Linked DNA regions of Ovis aries: region 1 is linked to region 2. A link is a contact called in public Hi-C data. All regions are on one chromosome and are shown on one strand. Each heading gives the region's core, a stretch centred on a gene start, on an enhancer-like site or on the middle of the called end of the contact. The rest is flanking DNA. Distances are from core to core; before and after follow the strand shown. Region 1 holds the start of GPRC5B (G protein-coupled receptor class C group 5 member B). Region 2 holds the start of VPS35L (VPS35 endosomal protein sorting factor like).

The links. A called contact is a pair of places that touch in the nucleus more often than the background predicts.
Region 1: a contact with region 2 is called in a Hi-C map of liver, with 8 times the contacts expected there. The contact joins the promoter of GPRC5B here to the promoter of VPS35L in region 2. A contact is called at or near these places in 6 of 16 Hi-C or Micro-C datasets (blood, hypothalamus, liver and 2 more).

The regions. Positions count from the first base shown.
Region 1 is chr24:17,960,693-17,964,187 of ARS-UI_Ramb_v3.0, reverse strand. It overlaps GPRC5B (G protein-coupled receptor class C group 5 member B), which reads left to right and starts at 2,148. Exons shown (of 4, transcript XM_027961692.3): 1 at 2,148-2,288.
Region 2 is chr24:17,627,691-17,631,022 of ARS-UI_Ramb_v3.0, reverse strand. It overlaps VPS35L (VPS35 endosomal protein sorting factor like), which reads right to left and starts at 1,814. Exons shown (of 31, transcript XM_060405752.1): 1 at 1,705-1,814.

The DNA of each region.
Region 1 (3,495 bases), core at 899-3,398, 330 kb before region 2:
TAAGGTATTTGGAGAGAGGCCTACCCAAAGATATGTGGCCTGCCTGGGAGAAAATAGTTTTGGCCGGGCAAGAGACTCGCAGGAAGGTGTGAGAATATCAGAAAGTTCCACGATCCCCAAAGATCAGGGCCTGCAGCTTGGCCCAGAAGGAAGTGCTACTCTACAACCCATCTTGCTTGCCTCTCCACAACCCCCTTTCCCCACACAGCGAGGTAGGGGAACTGGAGTCATCTCTCCGTCATGTAGGGCTGGGATGGGGTGAGGGGTCTTATCCATACCACAGTGGGGTCCTCAAAGTTCTGGGGAGGGGGGGATTGCGGAGAGACGACTGGGAAAATCCGGCCTGAAGCTGGAGTGCAGCCCCCAGGCAGGGTCGAGGCAATGCCGACCTCAGATAGCCCAGGTGGTCTAGGAGCCACATTCAGTGTTGAGGTACGTGTGGCCCAGACCCTTTCCGTAAGGAGCGTCTCACAGTTGCGCTGTGGGCGGGTGAGCAGCCTGAGCTCTGAGTGTCGGCTGAGCGCCAGACTAGTGGCCCCAGGCCCCCAAGTGTGTGCTCGAGGCGATCGTGGAAGTGTGCGCATGCGTGTGAGTGATGAGGGTGGTAGCAGTGGTGGGATCCTGCGTATGGATCCATGTGAGGGGTGAGTGGGCGTGTGAATATGCTTGCGGTAGACATATGAGTATGTTTGGGGTGGCCAAGAACACGGATGTGGGGCTCACGGTGCATAAAGGGACAAAGGCACATGGCCGGAGGTGGCAGGATTGGAGTGTGCCCAGGCGGGAGGGGCTGCCTGGCTGAAGTTAGGGTGTTAGTGATTCTGGAACAGTCTCAGCAGAATCCTCTCTGCACCCTGGATCCGGCACTGGTATATTGTGGGGAAGTAACTGTTTAGAACTCAAGATTGAGAAAGGAGTCCAACAGGGCTGTCTGCTGGCACCCTGTTTGTTTGATCTATCCGCGGAGCCCATCATGAGAAATGCCAGGCTGGATAAGGTACAAGCTGGAATCGATAGGCGGGAGAAACCAACAGCTTTAGGTATGAGGATGATACCACTCTAATGGCAGAAAGTGAAGAGGAACTAGATAGAGTCTCTTGAGGGTGAAGAGGGAGAGTGAAAGAGTCAGTTTAACACTAAATATTACAGAAAACTAAGATCATGGCATCAGGCCCCATTACTTCACGGCAAATAGAAGGGGAAAAGGTGGAAGTGGTGACAGATTTCTTCTTCTTGGGCTCCAAAATCACTGTGGATGGTGACTGCAGCCATGAAATCAGAATATGATTACTTCTTGGCAGGAAAGCTGTGACAAACTTAGACGGTATGTTGAAAAGTAGAAACACTACTCTGCCGACAAAGGTCGTATAGTCAAGGCTATGGTCTTCTTAATGGCCGGGTACTCTTGTGAGAGCTGGACCGGAAAGAAAGCAGAACGCCAAAGAACTGATGCCTTCGAAATGGGGTGCTGGAGAAGACTTCTGAAAGTTCCTTGGACAGCAAGATCAAACCAGTCAATCTTAAGGGAAATCAACCCTGAACACTCGTTGGAAAGACTGATGCCGAAGCTGAAGCTCCAGTAGTTTGGTCACCTGATGCGAACAGTGGACTCACTGGAAAAGTCCCTGATGCTGGAGAAGATTGAAGGCGAAGAAGAGGGCGTCAGAGGATGAGATGGCTGGAAGGCAACACCGATGCAATGGATATGAACTTGGGCAAACTCAAGGAGATGGTGAGGGACAGGGAGGAGGGAGGCCTGACGTGCTGCAGTCCAGGGGGTTGCAAAGAGTCGGACACGACAGGGCGACAGAACAACAGCTGTTTAGGAACCCACAGTTTAGAAAACCCCTCTATGTGTGTGTTTCTGCAAGTGGATCAACGGAGGAAAATGTCCAGCACGTCCAGAGTGATTTTGGACGCACTGTGGATGTGAGGGTGGTGGTCCCTAAATGCGGACACTGGAGGGGGCTCGCCTCGGCGCTGCAAGTGGGGAGCAAGGAGCGTGCGCCGGGTTCCGCTTGGAACAATCAGCCCTGGCCGGGACGGGGGCGGGGTTCGGAGCTCCGGGGGCGGGGCCTCAGGGGGCGGGGCCGCGGCGGCTGCAGCAGCGCGGGCCGGGCCAGGGGGCGCCTCGCGCGGCTGCGGCTAGCGAGTGCGATGCAGTGAGGCCGGACGGGCGGGCGGGCGGGCGGGCGGGATCGCTGGGCTGGGGCCACGGCGGCGCTGCAGAGATGTGACTCGGGCCGAGGGCCAGCGGGAGCGTCGGCGCTGCGGGGCCGCGGGGGTCGGTGAGTGCCAGCCGCGCCGGGAGGGTGGAGGGCGCTGCGGCGACCCCAGAAACTTTTCCCCGGGTGCACTTGTGAGCGTTGGGATGTGGTCTGCTTCTCGGGCTTTTCTGAGTTCCTCCTCTTCCCCAAGGGGTTAGTCTGCTGGGGGAGTTGGGGTTTCCGGGCTGGAGGACCACAGTTTGGCGGCAGAGAGGAGCCCGCAGACCGCGGGGCAGGGGGCGGAGAAGGTTGGGACCTTAATGGGGCGGGGGCGGTGTTCCCGGACCAGACGGAGATCAAAGTCTCAGAGGAGGGTCTGGAGGCGATCGCAGATCAGGCAAAGGGCTGCTGGAACTGTAAGGGACTTCAGGCGTGCCCGAGTGACTCGTGTGAGGGCAGCCGCGGGCAGGTCTGGGGGCTGCGTGGCAGGCGCGGGGCCTGACCACAGACAGAGCAGGCGGAGCCGGGGGCACAAGGGGAAAGCTTTGGAGGTGAGCTGCGGCACCTGCCGTAGGGACTGGGGGTCGCGGCTACGCACTACGGGACAAGGAAGGGACACTGCGGGCGAAAAGAGGCAGAGCTGGGACCTGGAGCTGGGGTACAAGTGAGGGGCGACTGCATACAATGGCGGGGGGCTTAGCGTTTCTGTTCCTGCCAGGCTAGAGGCGATGATCAGCCCTGTGCTGCGTCCGCACCCTTTGGGGGACACAGGCTTCCAGTCCCAAGCATCCCGGGACCCCTACCGCCCGCACCCGCCTCGGCCGGAGGGCTGGTTAACTGGGCAGGGAGGGAGGGGGTACCGTTGCCACCGAGGACGGGTCCAGCGCAGCCCTTGGGTTCATTCCCCGGCTATGTCACTCCCAGGCCTAGCCAATCGCCCTCCCACCCCTCAACGCAACTTGTCCCCAGTTCGCTAAGGGGGCGGCTCCTTGGAGAGCGGACAAAGGCCCCTGGAGTGTGGCGGGCAGCGGCGTCCCCGCCTGGGGCCCCGGGCCACGCGCCACATTGGCTGCCCAACTGCGCCAGTATGGGGGGTGGGGGGGACCTGAACTGAGCCCAGGAGGAACTAGGGGTCCTCGCAAAGAGGCGAGAAGTGGGGGAGGGGCTTGGCACAAAAGCTTTGGAACTTCTGCCGAGGAACCTTGATTCATAAGTTTCCCCAGGGATGGAGGCTTTCTGGAGGACTCAAGACGTCGAGTTAAACTGCATGCAAATAGGATGTAAATAG
Region 2 (3,332 bases), core at 565-3,064:
CTGAGGGCCTCCTTAGTTTCCTTATTCATTCAATAATATTATTCAACACCTACTATCTGCCAAGCTCCAGGCCAAGCACTGGAAATACAATGATGGTTAAAACCCAGACCCTCTAACTTGAAGAGCATCAAGTCTCCAGAGCAAACTGAAAGATGAACACGTGCTACCACAGACAAATGTTTAGAGGACAGTCAGACTAGGAAGTGTGGCAACACTTGATGCTAAAAGCCTTATGGCTCCTCTCTCCATAAAAAAAATAATATATATATACATAGTCGTTATTTAGTCACTAAACAACTCTTTGTGTCCCTCTGTCCAGGCGATTTCCCAGGCAAGAATACTGGAATGGGTTGCTAGTTCCCTCTCCAGGGGATCTTCCTGACCCAGGGATCGAACCCTAGTCTCTTGCATTGGCAGGTGGATTCTTTAACACTGAGCCACCTGGGAAGCCCCAAAGTAAAATATACCAAAGGTAAAAATGCTCTGAAATTAAACAGCATCTTCCTGGATCTTCTAATTACAAAATTCCAGCCAACTAAGTTCACTGAAGCCATATGCTATGGCATTTAAGTCCTAGTAATCCCCTAAAAGGACTTTTGCGTGACCAGGTCAAAGAAAACTCAGGGCAGGACATATAAGAACTCACTGTCATCTAATGCTAATTTAGTGCACCGAGCCTTTGAAGGAAGACTCTTTAAAGAGTTAGCCAGGTGAAGGAAATACAAACCAGAAGTATGTATCGGATTATTCTAAGGTCCAGGGCTGTATATTTTTTCATTTGTTCACTTACTCGCTCATTTAACGTAAACCACTTCACATCACTTTCAGATAAAGATTAGAAAGTAACTTCCCTTTCTGAGATGTAGAGGAGAGCTCACGTGCCCATATGATTCCACCACTATCACAACTTGCTCCCGTTCTTCACACAACTGTCCCAGGAAATCCCATGGACACAGGGACGCAAAGAGTTGCTTAGACTTAATGACTAAACAACAAATATATATATATATATAATCTCACAGAGAGAGGAGCCATAAGGCTTCAGCTGCTGCTGGAGCGCCAATCTCTCCTAGCTACTCCAGCCAGAAGGGCCCCTACACACCCATTAGCCTCCGCACACGCCCACAGCTCCTTCTCCATGAACTCCTATTCATCCTCCAAAACTCAATTTATGACTCCTCCTCTCTCAAGCCTTCCCGAAGCCGTCAGGTGTGCCTCATCCCACAGCCTTCTTCGGTCATTCTTCTATTCTGCGTATCTGCTCCGCTTAACAGCAGCTCCTTGAATCCAAGGAGTATGTCTAAGGGTTCTGTATTCTCAAGTTCTACGCCCGCCCGGTGCAGGGAGCGCCCTGCAGAGTCGGATGAATGGGAAGTTTCCTCTACAAGAAGCCAGTCATTCAGAACACAGCCAGGCCCCCGAGTTGTCCAGACCAGGGCTGAGTCCACCATTCTCTGCATCCGCGCCCCCAGAACACGCGCCAACTTCTGGGAAAGCGGAAGCCGGGGAACTTGAGCTTTTTTTTGAGGAAACGAATGGAGAAATGAACGGGGAGGGCGATAGGAGGAGAGGACCAAGACCCGACCGGTCCGGCATCAGGAATGTCCTCTGAATCAGGGTAGCCGCCCCACCCGGAGACTGGGTGGGAGACTTCACCAAACCCAACGGATAACAGTTCATACACTCCCTCGCGGAGACACACACCCAGAAACAAGAGTCCCGAAGACAGCCAAGGCCACTACCTCCCTGAACCCCGCTCGCCGCTTCTTCCTTACCAGGGAAAGGCGGCCATCTTCCCAGTCACATGACCGCTGGGTCTGGAACCGCCCGCCCAATTCACCCTCTCAGACCCCGCCCCGCCCGGCCGCCATGTTTGCGAGGGGCGGGCTCACTCCTGCCGCGCCGGGGCCGCCGTGGTTGTCAGGGGCACCGTAGGCGGCCGCCGCAGTAGCGCTGACGTCACTGGGGATTTTTGTGCAGGTGAACGTCTGGTCCGCAGCGCCCTCTGCAGGCGGTGAAGAATCCCGACGCCTACTGAGGGAAAGGGACGACAGAGAGGACTAGATGGTTGGATGGCATCAGGGATTCAATGGACATGTTTGTGGAGGACAGGGGAGCCTGGCGTGCTGCAGTCAATGGGGTCGCCAAGAGTCAGACACGACTGAGCGACTGACCAGCAACTGAGGGAAGATGCTAACCCCAGCAGAGGATGGGAAGAAGGCGCCCCTAGGCTTGCTTTTGAGGCTAATTGTTTGGCTGGCTAAGCCACGCCCCCTCTGCCAGCCAACCACGCCCCGCTCCGTGCACCGAAAAAGTTAGGCTCTTCCGATATTCTGCTCCCAGGAATAACAACGTGCGTCTCTAAGGGCTGCCCTAGATCCAAATGGACAGCTCTCTACTGGAATTAAACTGGAAAAATGGGGGTTAGCATTTTACCCCACTTAGCAGAGCCGTTCGTTTCTATGAAGGTGGTTGTTCGTTTCCACTACAGAACTTCCCATGCTCTGGTGTTTTCTCTGATTTAAAAAAGAAAAAGGAAAAGAATTCAGGATATTTTAACAAATGCTTACCATTGTAGCTTCCCTTGTGTCTCAGCTGGTAACGAATCCGTCTGCGATACAGGAGACCTGGGTTCGATCCCTGGGTTGGGAAGATCCCCTGAGGAAGGGAAAGGCTACGTACGCACTCCAGTATTCCGGCCTGGAGAATTCCATGGAATGTACAGTCCATGGGGCCGCAAATAGTCGGACACAGCTAACCGACTTTCACTTTCACACCATTGTAAGTAAACATGTGTCATGCTGAGGAGTTTGCATTCAATTTTCCTTTATTCTTCGATAAACCTCTGAGACCAGTCCTGGGTGTTCATTGGCAGGACTGATGCTGAGGCTGAAACGCCAATACTTTGGCCATCTCATGAGAAGAGTTGACTCATTGGAAAAGACCCTGATGCTGGGAGGGATTGGGGGCAGGAGAAGGGGATGACAGAGGATGAGATGGCTGGATGGCATCACTGACTCAATGGACATGAGTTTGAGTGAACTCCGGGAGTTGGTGATGGACAGGGAGGCCTGGCATGCTGTGACACGACTAAGAGACTGATTGAACTGAACTGATGCCTGAAAGTCTCTTTTGTTTTTCAAAATTATTTTTAAACCTATATGTATGCTCACTATGGTCTGTTAGGGATAGCTTTCCAACTTCACTTTTTTTTTTTATAACTACTACTCTTCATTTCAGGGAAAGAAGGGGAGTTGTGTGTGGTTGTTCATGGGACAGTGACACCTAACAACAAAAAAAAAATCATCTCCAAAATGGATCCTTATTTTCAG